Linked DNA regions of Zea mays: all the other regions are linked to region 1. Evidence: chromatin contacts called from public Hi-C data. All regions are on one chromosome and are shown on one strand. Each heading gives the region's core, a stretch centred on a gene start, on an enhancer-like site or on the middle of the called end of the contact. The rest is flanking DNA. Distances are from core to core; before and after follow the strand shown. Region 1 holds the start of LOC103632778 (putative leucine-rich repeat receptor-like serine/threonine-protein kinase At2g24130). Region 2 holds the start of LOC100286100 (tsi1-interacting protein TSIP1). Region 3 holds the start of LOC100191895 (Eukaryotic aspartyl protease family protein).

Region 1 (5,117 bases), core at 1,205-3,704:
AAATAAAGGTTTTTCTGTCAATTCTTTCTACAAAAATATTAAAAGTGCTCAGATTCCTGTGCCTTCTAGTTTCTTGTGGAAAAATAGACTCCCATATAAAATCAAAGTTTTTTTGTGGCTTGTTAGACATAAAAAGATTTTGACCAAGGATAACTTGTTTAAAAAAAATTGGAGGGGCAATCTGGATTGTATTTTTTGTGGATTTTCAGAATCCATAGATCATCTGTTTTTTCAGTGCTCAGTTGCTAGATTTACCTAGAGAATTGTCTACTCGGCTCTTGGTTTAACTTCTATCCCCATCAGTGTGGATGATATGTTTGGCTCTTGGATTGATAGTTTTAATAATACTGACAAGAACCTGGTTCTATTTGGCTGTGGTGCTGTCATTTGGGTGATATGGAGATGTCGCAATGATTGTTGTTTTGGAACTGACAGAATTAATGATCTGGCTAATGTGATTTTTTCCTGTTGCTATTGGCTTGATACTTGGGCTATCCGTCAGAAAAAGAAGGAAATAAATTTGGTGGAACAAGGAAGCCTCAAAATCAGAAAGATGGCGTGTGAGATCTACAACAAGACTCGTGGTTGGAAGCCAATCGACAGACGGATCCAATGAAGAGTCTGTTGTGTTTGGCTATTTTGGCTCATCAGCTTTATGTTTACTGTTATTCCCCCTCGCCTCGGTAGCTTCAGGTTGCTGAAAAACTTTATGCTATGTAGGGGTTGAACTTGTTTAGTTTCGTGTTTCTCTAGTTTGATCTATGGGATCTATGTCTTGGGTCTGATATGTGCTGTTTCTGGGCTGCTTCTGGCAGTTTGGTTCGTGCAAGTTTAGTTCTGTCGTAGCTGATAGTAATGTATCTTATCGACTTTTAAATTCTGGTTGGCTCTTGGTTCTTGTAAGAACTTGTGTATCTTTCTATTTCGTAATGAAATAGGGGGTTATCCCCTCTGTCAAAAAAACAAACATTTATATTATAGATTCAGATTATATAATCTAAAGTTCATATTATGATAATCTCATAATCTTCTCAAGAGTAGCTTATCTGAGATTATATTTGGCAAAAGGTCAGAACTATAAGGAATGATGTGGTGATTGATCAACTCATTTCATTCCACAAACCAAACAAAAAGTGAGGAGTGAGAAGATGATGTACTAGTTTTTCTCAAATCAAACACCCTATAAGTGCTGAATCCCCACCTCTCCTCGGCTCAACATACTTTAGAGACGTCTTGGATGGTCTGTCGATTCCAAGACAACCATAAGATCTGTTTTTCTCTCTTGATGGGATCCTTTCATGAGGGCAAGATCTAGTTTTTGCAGGAGATTTACGAAACCCTATTCGCGTCTCGTGAATGGTCCGTTGCTCATATGCGGACGCGTCTCGTGAATGGTCCGTTGCTCATATGCGGACAGTCCACGCATCTGCAAGGAAGACCAAAGCGCTTTGCACAGTCGCGGACGGTCCATGCTTACGCAGAAAGGACCCCGCGCGCCGTGCATTTGGCCCTATGGTTTGTTTGGTGATTAGCTTAAAAGCCAGCCAATACATTCACTGTCAGCCTTAAAAAATGCCATGCAAATAGGTAGAAAAATTTTCTCAACACACGTAGCATCCTTCTGAATATTCAACTCGAACTTTGAATATACAAGAGAAACCGAAAATACAGATTTGAATGCTTATTATTATCCTCTCCCGATTCCCTGAAAAATATCTCTCTGTTTTTTTGTTTCCTCCGGCAAATGTCATTGTTTGAAGTGGAATTCAGTATGTTTGGATGCTTGATGCTATCATACTCATCGATGTTTTTTCTTCCAACTTTCATAACTTTACTAAGGCCCTGTTCCAATCTCGCGAGATAAACTTTAGCAGCTTTTTTTAGCTACTTTTAGTCATTTGTAATCTAAACATGAGAGCTAATGGTGGTAATTGAAGCTAAACTTTAGCACTTCAATTCATATAGCTAAAGTTTAGTAGGAAGCTAAAGTTTATCCCGTGAGATTGAAACGGGGCCTAATTCGGTGTTTCAAATTCTTGGGGTTTCCTAAAAAAACTGTGGGTTTGTTTTATTTGCTAGCCGAGTTGTTAATTTCATTGTGTTCAACCAAACTGTTTTAGAGAAACAAATTATGTTGCGGTGTTGCCTAGGCCACTTAGGATTTGCTTAGCAGGCACCACTTCAGGGCCGTGCATGCGTTGACCTACTGGCATTCGCGCTGAGTGCGGCAGCAAACCTGAAACGAAGTGCACAGCCCTGTTGTCATCCTTCCCCACAATCTCCTGCGCTGTGCTCGCCGAGTCGCCGGAGCCTACCACCGCTGCCAAACCAGTCACTTTCGCCACCGTCGCTGTCTCATGGGCGCGGCCGCGCACACACACGCTCCCCGCCGTCCCCTCAACTGGCTCAGTGGCTCGCGCGCCCCCCAACCTACTCATCATGCACAAACCGGGTAGAAAAGACCTGCGTCGTGCGCCGCGCAATCATGGCATCGCGGACGACGTCTCCAGCGTCCACTAGGCCGTTCCAAGCTCCAACCAACGGAAGGCAGGGCATAGGCATAGCCATTCCACAACCATCCCCATCCCTGCAGACCTGTTGCAGCTTCCATGCTTCGCTCTCAACTCTCAAGCAGGTGCAGCTCACTCTGGTTGTTCGTCGCATAACAAGCTCGATCGAGCTAGACAGATGCCACTGTCATGTAGTAGTGGTTTAGGTGCAATCTAGCTAGCCAATAGGTCCGATCATCGCCATCCCCTGGTGGTTACTAGTACTGCACCGGTGCCATCCGACGAGGAGAGGATGAGGGCCCGCACGGCCATTCTCCTCCTGATGCTAATCCTTGTCGTCCTCTTCCTCGCCGCGTCGACGTCGGCCGGCGACGTACCGGGGCGGCAGAAGCGACAGGCCCTGCTGCAGGAGAAGGCGACTCTGCTGGCCCTGAAGCAGGGGCTCAGGCTGCCATCGGCAGCGGCCTTGGCGGACTGGAACGAGTCCAACGCCCACGTCTGCGGCTTCACCGGCGTCACCTGCGACTGGCGGCAAGGGCACGTTGTCGGGCTCTCTCTCGCCAACGTGGGCATCGCCGGCGCCATCCCACCGGTCATTGGCGAGCTCTCGCACCTCCGGATCCTCGACCTGTCCAACAACAAAATATCTGGCCAGGTACCGGCGTCCGTCGCCAACCTCACGCGGCTGGAGAGCCTCTTCTTGAACAACAACGATATCTCCGACACCATCCCTTCGATCTTCAGCAGCCTGTTACCACTCCGGATGCTCCGGAACGTCGACGTCTCCTACAACCTCATCTCCGGTGACATCCCGCTGGCCCTCGGCAGCCTGATTGGGGAGCAGCTCCAGAGCCTCAACGTCTCCGACAACAACATCTCCGGCGCCATTCCTCTGTCCATCGGCAACCTGACTCGCCTCGAGTACCTGTACATGCAGAACAACAACGTCTCTGGAGGGATCCCTCTGGCCATCTGCAACCTGACAAGCCTCCTGGAGCTTGAGATGTCCGGCAACCAGCTGACGGGGCAGATTCCAGCCGAGCTCTCCAACATCCGGGACCTTGGCGCGATTCACCTCCGCGGTAACCAACTCCACGGCGGAATACCGCCTTCCCTCTCCGAGCTGACGGCCATGTTCTATCTCGGGCTCGAGCAAAACGACCTGTCCGGGACCATCCCACCGGCTATCTTGCTGAACTGCACACAGTTGGCCCTCCTCGACGTCGGCGACAACAATCTTTCTGGCGAAATCCCCCGCGCCATCTCGAGCGCCCGCTGCCTGTTCGTCGTCATCAATCTCTACTCCAACAATCTGAACGGGACGCTTCCACGGTGGCTCGCCAACTGCACCCAACTGATGACGCTGGATGTGGAGAACAACTTGCTGGACGACGAGCTGCCCACAAGTATCATCTCGGGCAATCAGGAGCTCACGTACCTGCATTTGTCGAACAACCGTTTCCTGAGCCACGACAACAACAGCAACCTGGAGCCGTTCTTCGTCGCGCTGTCCAACTGCACGCTCTTACAGGAGGTGGAGGCCGGCGCTGTGGGGATGCGTGGGCAGCTGCCATGGCGGCTGGGATCGCTGCTCCCGATGAACACGGGGCACCTCAACCTGGAGCTGAACGCCATCGAGGGCCCAATCCCGGCGTCTATAGGGGACATTATCAACATGATGTGGTTGAACCTGTCGAGCAATTTGCTGAACGGGACGATCCCAACGTCCCTCTGCCGGCTAAAGAGACTGGAACGGCTCGTGCTGTCCAACAACGCCTTGACAGGCGAAATTCCGGCGTGCATTGGCGACGCCACGGGCCTCGGCGAGATAGATCTGTCGGGCAACGTGCTGTCAGGGGCCATCCCCAGCAGCATCAGGAGCCTTTCCGAGCTCCAGACTCTCACCCTGCAGAGAAACGAGCTGTCTGGCGCCATACCTTCAAGCCTCGGCCGGTGCACCGCTCTGCTGGTCATCGATCTCTCCTGCAACAGCTTGACCGGGGTGATACCAGAGGAGATCACCGGCATCGCCATGAAGACACTGAACCTGTCGCGCAATCAGCTTGGGGGCAAGCTGCCGGCCGGCCTCGGCAGCATGCAGCAAGTGGAAAAGATCGACCTGTCCTGGAACAACTTCAACGGCGAGATCCTGCCCAGGCTCGGGGAGTGCATTGCGTTGACGGTGCTCGACCTGTCACACAACTCGCTTGCCGGCGACCTCCCTCCGGAGCTCGGCGGCCTGAAGAACCTCGAGAGCCTCAACGTCTCGAACAACCACCTGAGCGGTGAGATCCCCACTAGCCTGACCGACTGTTACATGCTGAAATACCTCAACCTGTCATACAACGACTTCAGCGGCGTCGTCCCCACCACCGGCCCTTTCGTGAATTTCAGCTGCCTCTCCTACCTCGGCAACCGTCGCCTCTCTGGTCCGGTGCTGAGGCGTTGCAGAGAGCGCCACCGCTCGTGGTACCAGTCCAGGAAGTTCTTAGTTGTCTTGTGTGTCTGCTCAGCGGTTCTGGCGTTCGCGCTGACGATCCTCTGCGCCGTCAGCGTCCGTAAGATCCGCGAGCGGGTCGCGTCAATGCGGGAGGACATGTTCAGGGG
Region 2 (5,117 bases), core at 1,566-4,065, 230 kb after region 1:
ATAGTGCCACGGTGGAGAGATCCCAATCGCAATGGCCTCAGATTCTTAGTGAGTTATTTGCTCGTGGAGCTCGTCGCGATGAAGGGAAGCTGACATGTCGGTCCCACGCGGTAGTGATACGTGAGAGCGTGTGGATTTCGGAAAAAGAGGGGAGGCTGGTTGAGCGGGGGCCCGCAACAACGGCACCAGGATGAGTCCGCACCCGCACGCGCTTGTGCGTGAAGGTGTGTGAATGTCTAGTGGGGTCCTCCTGTAGGCACAGATGCGAGAAGCAGACGCCCACAGCTGATAGACTGGCGGAAGGGGCCCGCCGGTTGGTGCTAGTTTGCTCGTGGGCTGGTTATTGTGGAGATGAGTTGGGTCGAGCAGTGCCAGGAGGGTTGGGCCTGCCAGGTAAGAATTCGGCCCAAGCGCAGGTAAAGGCTTCGAACATACCTCCAGCTGAATATATGGATGCATTAGCATTCAACTAGTGTGAAAAATTGTGTTCTAAGAAACTTTATATGTACTTTATTGACACTATTGTGTTATGAAAAGCTTTATATATACTTGTATGACACGACCGTAACCTTCTAATTGATGTGTGCTGCACTTAAATTGTGGTTTTATATTTGCATATGTATGTATTTACGTGTTTTTGGACATCAAATTATTTGTGAATATTTGATTATTCATTGTGCAGCGTAATTTGAACAATTTATAAATATATCTTATCAATTTTTATTTTTTTTTTGAAAACTGGACGAATAGGTAGCGAAAAAAATCGCCCGAGAAACGGTGAATCCCGCTGAGAAATAGCGAAATCTGGTAGATTCAAATTCGAAAACGTAAATTCAAATTTGAAAACGTAAACCGAACAGAAAATACGAAATCCGAGCGAAATTCAGTTATTTTGCATTTTCGCCGTTCGGCGAAAAACGGGTAAAAAAACGAGAAGGCTAACCTGGTCGGCACCGGCCCGCCAACATATTTGGCTGACCTGTGCTGAGTGCGTGACGAGCGCTAGCGCTAGATTTCAGCCCTATCAGCGCGCGCGTGGTCCAATTTCATATCCATACCGTATCCAAACCCGAATTCATTCACAGGAGAAGACGCGTGGTCCACAAGTAGCGCTAGAAGATTGTGGTTGTGCTGATTTCGTCAATTTCAATTTATGCCGGCCAAGCAATTATATACACGTGACTATACACATTTATAGTCTATTTTTTTTGGAAGAAAAGAATAGGGATTTAAGGTTGACTTTAATTGCCAAAGCAACGAGAGAGAAGTAGCATGAAATTTAGGTTGGAGGGAGTATAAGCTTATCGTACATGCATGTACAACAGTCGAACGGGGACCAATTGACCAGTACTATTATTTTATTTATTTATTTATTTATTTATGCTTTTTGCCCTGTGATTCATGTCATGTACACTATCATCAAGATTGACGGCGGCCATGGAATCGAACGTTCAACGTGAAAGCAACCTTGGCTTCAGTTCGACCATAGCCATCACAAGTCACATGACCCACACTGTGTATGTTATTTATCAGATTTGCTGCTTTTTTTTTCTCTTTCATCCAAAAAGATACTCCGTTCTTTCTCTTTTAGCCTGCGGTCTTTTGGATGCCATGGCATGCGCCGCCGCACCCCATGGCTCGCATTGGCACCACGGTGATCGTCGCTGACAAATCACGGGCACGCGCGGCCTAGCTGGCCGTCACATCATTTAATTTGACAGTTGGGCAGCCTGTGTGTCACTGTCACTGTCTGTCATTGTGAGGAGGCGCATGGATCCGGTGGCCACCCGGTCCGCTCCGCTCCGCTGGGCGAACGAAAGAACCGGCGCCGGTGGACGCAAAAATGCAATGCAGAAGCAGACGAACAAGATAAGTCGACCCAACCCTTTCCGATCTCAACAGGAATAGACACCACAAGCCAACGATGAGCTACTCGCAGATGGCCGTTGGTCCAATAATTTACATTCAGATTCTAGTCATTAGAAGTTGTTGCGGACTACTAATCACTTAGCGTTTCAGTCTATTTATATAAAAACTGTTTTTGGTGAAAATCATCTAAATCAATATGAAGCAGAATCGGTCGAGTCGTCGTGATAGTAAGACGTCGTGATAGAACGGAGTTACATACCACCTATCAACCAATGCTATAGCTCTGTGAACCAATACAAAATGTTCTAACCAAACACGAAACAACGTAATTAATTTACTCCATGAATCGATAACGGACAAAAAGACCAAACCAAACCGCACGATAGTCTTAGTCGTTGCTGCGTGCAGCTGTTCTAAATTATAAAATATTTTAGCTTATAGTTTTTTTACTATACATATGTATATATATACATTACGTATAAAAAAGTGTTAAAATATCTTTGTAAAGGGACTAGGGCACTAGCACAGCCACAGCCACAGGCCCACAGCAGCAGAGCAGCTGATGCTCAAACTGCCTAAGGAACAGGACTGGTGTTAGGCTATCCGCACTCATATAACTCTAAATTTCTACTTTAAAAAAACATTCCGTCCTTGTCAGCAAACTTCTTTACTCTATACCATAAATCTCCGCAGCCATGTTTACGCTATATCTCAACCCTATACTAACTACCATATATTATATTCTTTTTTCAATTTTTTTTATACACACTATACCTATGCTGGACCCGCCTCACACCTGCAGCCGTCCCACAGTTGAGCGCTATATCTGGAGTTTGAGGCTGCCTCGGCATTGATGCAGTAGAGTGTAGCGTCGGTTGCTGCAGGCTGCGAGTGCACGCTAAAGGGTATAAGGGGATTTTACCGTCCATGAGTGCGGACAGCCTAGCGCGATCGATCGAACCAGTGGACCCAGTGGGAACAGGAGGCCCACGATACCCTGCCTCCTGCCGCCCCGCCTCTCTCCTACCCGAAGCGAAGCGCCGGAGGAGTCCCTCCGTGCGATGCAGACGCCGGCGGCGACCATCTGCGGGGCCCACGGGGCAGCCTTCACCCCATGCCCCCGTCGCCCCACCCCTCCTGGAAGCCTCCGGAAGCCTTTCACTGGCTCTTCTCGGCGGACTCCAAGGCGCCGGCTCCTCGCTCCCATGGCCTCCACCGTCGACTCACCCGGGAGCTCATCCGACTTCACCAAGCGTATAGAGCGCGCCTGGCTAATCTCCCAGGTCCCCCTCCCCCCTTCCCCCTAATCGCTCTACTTCCGGGATTTTTGTTTGTTTGTTTGTTCGATTGGCCCGTTATGCGACGTGTTTAGTTGTTGTCGTTTTAGGATTGTTCCGTAGTTGTGGGTGTAGGCGCGTGGCTAGGTTTTTTTTCCCTTTGTGTAAGGTGTATGCTTCAACAGTGAACACCGTATCAGAGTTTGGGGCTTCGGACTTGTATGTCAAATGGGATTTCTGTGGCGATTTCGCGCGATGATCAACTGAATTCAATACCCTAATCTGGAAAATTTCAGTTAGAGATGACAAAATGCTGTTACCATGATGATTCAATGTCCAAACATCCATTCCAGCGCCACAGGTAGAAGATACCAGAAACAGTATCTACTCCTATAAAACACCAATTTTTCTGGTTCCTACTATCGCCCCTTTTGCAAAAGAGTCATTATACTTCTTTCTAATCTAACATGTGGTCATCTACGGAGATTCCCCTCATCTCTTGCGCCCAACTAACATGACTCCCCTGCATCTAACTTACTCACGCGGGGACGACGTTCCTCGACGACAGGCAAGGCCTATATGGCGGGTCGTGCACCGGTTGGGTGGGCCCTGGTACGCATATTCCTCTCCCTGTCTCTTTCTCGACGATGGGTGAGGCCTATACGGCAGGTCGGGCACGACGTTCCTCGGCGATGGGCTAACTTTTGGTGAGGTTGGTTTTGGTACAAATTAAATAGTTGATCCTAAGGTGGCTATCTACTCAATGTTTCAGTCAAAAAAGTATATACAATTTACAGTGTTAATCATGCATAATATAACAATAATAAGATTGTGTGTTGTCGCAATGCACGGACATTGTACTAGTATATGTAGATGTTGGACTCATAATCCAGTACAAGTCACTGTTGGTTCAAATGGCCCCATAGCATTGAGTGCATACATTCAGACATATAACCCAAACTATGGGGCCCCGTATAGAGCAAGCGACCTCAGGATGAGCTCCCGAAGAGCAGAAGCACCGGCAAATGCCACATTTGGCATCCCTCTTCTATCATTTGAAGAACAAACTGGACATTCAGAGAAGTTCCTTCAAACAACAGCAGCATTCTTGTGCTTCCAAACTTCCCAGTCAACAAGAATAACTACAAAATTGAATCCCTTGCGTAATATCTTGGCGACCGATCTTCTAGACCTGCACCACCATTCCTGGAAACGACATGTAGAGGTTGGATGTACCACTGCAACTAAGTTTAAATTCCGGAGAACCAAAGTCCAGACTTAGTTTTCTACAATTCAATACTTAAAAAAAAATTAGTATGTAGCCAAAGTTTGGAATAATTGAACCGAGATAATCCCAAAACGACACTTATTTTTGATTGGGGAGCTTCACTAGCTCTTCTAAGAAATTTGCGGAGAAGAGCTTCAACTACTTTGAGTATTCTGTTAGACACCGTTTGTGCTGAAATTGTAGTAAGCCACAATTCGTGGTAAACAATTTATTCACCATACTTGCGGTAGTTTGGTTTATATGTATGGCAGATGGGGCTAGAACCTAAGAAAGTGGCAATCACACATTTTATCGTGACTTGTGAACAAGCAATGGTCAATCTTGTGGTCTTTGCTTGTGTTCATTGTGACAAACCATGTTAGTCAACCAAACACCCTCTTAAGCTTCATTGAGAAGCCCAATGTTGTCTGTAGGAGCCTAGCTAACTCCCTTGAGAATTTGGGGGCAAAGGGCTTCAACTTATTGAAATTAAGAGAACATGAAGTTTCTTGTTAACCCTAGGACCCTGCACGATTTAAGAGAGTTTAAGCTACATGTTCGACTTGTGGGGAGTGAGACAACTCTCATGTGTTGCATTAAGAAGAAGACCTAACACATGCCAATAAAACCCCTGCTCTACCCATACACAACGGCACCACAACCCATATGAGAACGACCACAATCTGGGCCAGGCCTTAGACCTA
Region 3 (5,117 bases), core at 1,899-4,398, 150 kb after region 1:
CGGCTGAGAGCACTGGACTGTCCGGTGGCACACCGGACTGTCCAGTGCACCAGAGAAACAGTAGTCCAACAACTAGTATCAGGTGGCACTGGTGAAGAGAAGCCATCGAACTATCTAGTGTGACGTCCGGACTGTCCGGTGTAAAAGCCTGTAGTGCCAACGGTCACCTGCGGTGTCAGATCCAACGGCTAGGCGCACCGGACTGTCCGGTGACCCCACCGGATTGTCTGTTGTGTCGCAGAGAGCAGCAGCTTTTCTCCAACGGCTAGTTTTGTGTTGGGGCCTATAAATACCACCTCAACCGACCATTCCAAGATGTGGGAGCCCAAGCAACATACCAAGGCATATATTAGACATTTCCAAGTGCTCAGACACCCAAGTGCTTAATAGAATCACTCGGTGATTAGCGTAGATGCTTTGCGAAGTGCTTAGGTTAGTTAGACCGCTTTAGCGCTTGCTCTAGGTGAATCCTAGTTAGTTGAGTGAGTTTAGAAAAACCACACAACCCCTCGGCTCTTGCGCGAGCCATTGTAATTGTACCGAGTGGGGTGAGAGTATTGCGAGACCATGACAACCGCATTTGTGTCACGGCCACCACCGTGTCCCGGAGGGAACGAGGCCCGCGGCGTTTTGGCCGGAAACTTGATAGTGGAGACGGCGGGGAGCGTTCGAGAGGAGCCGAAAGCGGAGCACCACTTGTGCATGGAGAAGGCCCGCGGCTCTCTACGGAGTTACTCGACCATGGTGCTTGGCCCTCGTGTGGGCTTCCCTTTACGTAGGGGCACCAACGATGATTAGTTGGGACCTTGCGTGGTTCCGGATACCTCGGTAAACATACCGGCATCATCCACGAGAGTTTGCATCTCTACTCTGCTCTTTAGCTTCCGTATTTATATTAAGCAAAGTTTCAATCTTGTTTTTATACTTAGATTGTTTAGGATTGAAACTTAGACATTGCGGTAGAGATAGCAACACTTAGACAATGCTTAGTTTGCACATTCTAGTTTGATTATTTGCGTAGGTTTTGCTATAGGGATTTATTTGTGGCCTAGTTTAGAGAAAGTTTTAGAAGTCCTAATTGACCCCTCTTAGGCGTCACCTGTTTCCTTTAGTAGAATGTAAGTAACTCCGCCTATGTTGTCTCATCATATGTTGGCGCAGCATAGCCTGGTCCCAAATGTAGGTACGAGGAGGATGGTTGCGTCAGGCGTGACGAGCCAGCTATAAAAAAACTTAGCCACTCAAATGGAGATGAAATTCAATAGAAAACCGTTGGGGTGTAACCCTCTCAGCGACATGCCATATCGGAACTTGGGTATGGTTTTAAATGGGCAAGGGTCGTGTGTCGTGTCGTGATCTAGATGCGGCGTCAAGTGGGCAAGGATCGAGTCGTCGCTTCCTTAGTGGCGCGCTACATCAGGTGTAGTGACAAATGTGTAAGGGTCTTCGTATTTGTCTCAATAGGTGCGAGGGGTAAGGAAGCTAGTTGAGCAGACTATAATCCATGTAGGCAATTGGAACGTAGGGTCCCTTACAGGTAAGCTAAGAGAGTTACCTTGTACTTCAACGGGTACAAAGCAACAAAGATCAGTACAAGCTGTCTTCGCCCCGGGAGGGGTTGTTTATAATTGGAGAGGTACTTTGGTCGGGTACCTACAAGCTAAAGGACGAGAAAGACAGGACGCTCACCAACGTGTGGAATATCAAGCGACTACGACAATTCTACCCTTAACAAAGTCTCGACATTTGTAGCCATTCCTTTGTATTGTCCCCGACCCAGGGACGACGACCCCATGGATCGAGAAGCGGGGGCTGAGGAGAAGTCAATAACTTGACTGACCATCCTCAGAAAACACTGGATAACTTGTCCCTTGTCAAAACATTTACGTCCTTCCAATAGATATGGTCCCGCTAATACCTCTCCTTTTTTGTTTGCTCGACTAACGTAGGGCCACCCCCTCGGAACAAAAATCGAAGGGAACGAGAATCGAAGAAAATCGAAGCTGATAGTGATGATGGAGGGGTTGAAGATTACTACGATGACAATGTTTCGTCTATGGTCCTATCTTCCTTTCATTTTAAGAGCAAGGTTAATAATATAGCCTATAGCGAGTTTTATATTATTTTTATGCTATATATATAGCCAACTAAAAGTTTAGTTATATATAGAGAGAGCCATCGACATGATGCCACCTCTATAACATATTTGTATTTACCACCGGAATCAAGTACTCCAGGCGTGACTAAGCGACTAGTCCCGACGATCCCCCCATTACTCCGCCAGTTGCAACTTCACCAGGCGTGACTCCAGAGCATCACATGTGCTCGATCGAGGTCGTCTCGCTCTCGCCACGCACTGTTCGATCCGTTTGCTTGTTTGTTCGGAACCCAATTACTCCTACGCGCCGCGCGTATCAATCCTACTCCCAGTACTGCAGTGCAGTGCAACGCCACGGCCTGGGTCGTCTTCCTCCGCCTTCCTCTTGGCATCTTCTTCTCCGTGCTAGCTACAGTGTGCGCCGGACAAGGCTGCGTCGCTGACCACCACCCCCGCGCGCGCCTTGCCCTGCCGCAGACATTAATGCCACTTACGCCCGGTTTTCAATGCGTCCACCCACGCACTCTGATGACTAAACTCCTCCCCGCCTCTTTTTCCTCACCACAAGATACACGTCCCTCCTCCATGTCTACTGCTAGTACGTTTTTTTTTGGACGATCTACTGCTAGTACGTTGGTAGTAGTAGTGGTGGTAATAAAGAAACGTGTCAGCAGCGAGGGTCCGGCCGGCTCAGAGAGTCAGAGAGAGAAAACGGAGGTGTGCTAGGAGTGAGAGATCAGAGATGAGATGAGATGAGAGAGAAGGTCTGGGGAGCGTGCGTGTGTGTGCGCGCTGCGCTGTGAGCACTGTCTGGTGCTGCGGCCAAGCAAGAGGACATGCATGTGAAGCCCCCCCAATAATTCCTCTCCTCACCCACAGCCACAGGCCACAGCGAGAGCGAAGCGAGTACACCACCACACCCCACCCCCGACCCGACGGCCAGCCGCCAGCTGCTGCGCCTTTGTTCCCATGCGCCGCAACAAGCCTACCTCACCTATCACTTGCTCACGCCACCGAGAATCTTTCACCCTCCTCCTCCTCCCATCCTGACCTCTCTCTCTCTCTCCTCTTCTCCCTCCCTCCCGTGAGTGAGTGAGCTGGAGCCAAGCTAGCCGAGCGAGTGATGGCATGGGGAGCTTGCACTGCTGTGGCAGCTGCTCTCCTGCTGCTCCTCCTCCTCGCCGCCGCCGCAGCAGGTGGTAATGGCGGCGTGCATTGCCTTGACCTTGACCTTGAGGAGGGGAGGCGGCACCACCTGAGCAGGAGAGCCTTGCAAGGGAGGCAGAGGCGGCACCACCTGAGGTCGAGTAAGTTCCTTCCCTCATCACCCGCGTTCCGTCTCCCCGCCCCGTTTCTCCGGTGTTCTTGGATGGAAGAAGAGGAGGGTTGGGGCCGGGTGGGTGGGACACCAGAAAGATTCAGCTAGTCCGTCCCAACGTACGTACGCACATGCTTCTGTCCCCAACCAGCAGCAATGGCAATAATCTGCCTCTGTTCATAACCATAGATTGTTTTCTCTTCTCGGTGAAGCGTCACAGATTCTCCCTGCTCGCTTCCGTTCTGCAAATGGGTTGTATTTGGAAATCGTGCAAGCGCTAATAATGTCAGAAGAAGAAGGAGAGAAGAAGAAGAAAAGAGCTTAAATGGAAAGCAACACGCGCTCGTCTTGCCATGGAAATGGTAGGGCTGCAGGAGGAATGGCGATGCGATTTCCATGGTGTTTTTTCAGTTTTTCGGGGTCAGGGCTCTGCCACTGCCAGAAGTAGCACGTCCCAAGTACTTTTCAATGTGGATGGGTTACATAAACAACTATAAGAATAGTAAATTACTAAATTTCCATGTGGTGGGTGGTGACACCATCACAGATTTTTGAGCTGCTTGCTCAAGCGTAGAAAGAGTGAGAGAAAGGGGGAGAAAGAGAAGAGGTGTCCAGTCCGCTGACTCCCGGTTTGCTTGCGATGTTCAGGGGCGGTGGGTGGCGCCACGGTGCTCGAGCTGAGGCACCACAGCTTCAGCCCTGCGCCGGCCAACAGCAGGGAGGAGGAGGCGGACGCTCTCCTGTCCACCGACGCCGCGCGCGTCTCGTCGCTGCAAGGGCGCATAGAGCACTACCGGCTGACGACGACCAGCTCGTCGGCCGAGGTGGCGGTGACGGCGTCCAAGGCGCAGGTGCCCGTCAGCTCGGGCGCGAGGCTCCGGACGCTGAACTACGTGGCCACCGTGGGGCTGGGCGGCGGCGAGGCGACGGTGATCGTGGACACGGCCAGCGAGCTGACGTGGGTGCAGTGCGCGCCGTGCGAGTCGTGCCACGACCAGCAGGGCCCGCTGTTCGACCCGTCCTCGTCGCCGTCCTACGCCGCGGTGCCGTGCGACTCCCCCTCCTGCGACGCGCTGCAGCAGCAGCTGGCCACGGGCGCGGGCGCGGGCGCGCCGCCGTGCGACGCCGGGCGGCCGGCGGCCTGCAGCTACGCGCTCAGCTACCGCGACGGCTCCTACTCCCGCGGCGTGCTGGCGCACGACAGGCTGAGCCTGGCCGGGGAGGTCATCGACGGCTTCGTGTTCGGGTGCGGCACCAGCAACCAGGGCCCGCCGTTCGGCGGCACGTCGGGCCTCATGGGGCTCGGCCGCAGCCAGCTCTCGCTCGTGTCGCAGACCGTGGACCAGTTCGGCGGCGTGTTCTCCTACTGCCTCCCGCTCAGCAGGGAGTCCGACGCGTCGGGCTCGCTGGTGCTGGGCGACGACCCGTCGGCGTACCGCAACTCGACCCCGGTCGTGTACACCTCGATGGTGTCCAACTCCGACCCGCTGCTCCAGGGGCCCTTCTACCTGGTGAACCTGACCGGGATCACGGTCGGCGGCCAGGAGGTGGAGTCCACGGGCTTCTCGGCCAGGGCGATCGTCGACTCGGGCACCGTGATCACCAGCCTCGTGCCGTCGGTCTACAACGCCGTCAGGGCCGAGTTCATGAGCCAGCTCGCGGAGTACCCGCAGGCGCCAGGGTTCTCCATCCTCGACACCT

What was found. A called contact is a pair of places that touch in the nucleus more often than the background predicts.
Region 2: a contact with region 1 is called in a Hi-C map of ear, with 2.1 times the contacts expected there. The contact joins the promoter of LOC100286100 here to the promoter of LOC103632778 in region 1. A contact is called at or near these places in 2 of 25 Hi-C or Micro-C datasets (ear and tassel).
Region 3: a Hi-C map of ear shows a contact between it and region 1, with 2.8 times the contacts expected there. The contact joins the promoter of LOC100191895 here to the promoter of LOC103632778 in region 1. A contact is called at or near these places in 3 of 25 Hi-C or Micro-C datasets (ear and tassel).

The regions. Positions count from the first base shown.
Region 1 is chr7:122,702,269-122,707,385 of Zm-B73-REFERENCE-NAM-5.0, forward strand. It overlaps LOC103632778 (putative leucine-rich repeat receptor-like serine/threonine-protein kinase At2g24130), which reads left to right and starts at 2,455. Exons shown (of 2, transcript XM_008654511.2): 1 at 2,455-5,117. The coding sequence starts at 2,803.
Region 2 is chr7:122,934,907-122,940,023 of Zm-B73-REFERENCE-NAM-5.0, forward strand. LOC100286100 (tsi1-interacting protein TSIP1) reads left to right here and starts at 2,816. Exons shown (of 3, transcript NM_001158988.2): 1 at 2,816-3,152. The coding sequence starts at 2,931. LOC111589723 (a long non-coding RNA gene) reads right to left here. Exons shown (of 2, transcript XR_002748811.2): 2 at 3,944-4,352.
Region 3 is chr7:122,846,902-122,852,018 of Zm-B73-REFERENCE-NAM-5.0, forward strand. LOC100191895 (Eukaryotic aspartyl protease family protein) reads left to right here and starts at 3,149. Exons shown (of 2, transcript NM_001137319.1): 1 at 3,149-3,405; 2 at 4,065-5,117. The coding sequence starts at 3,222. LOC111589721 (a long non-coding RNA gene) reads left to right here and starts at 3,417. Exons shown (of 2, transcript XR_002748809.1): 1 at 3,417-3,535; 2 at 3,629-3,931.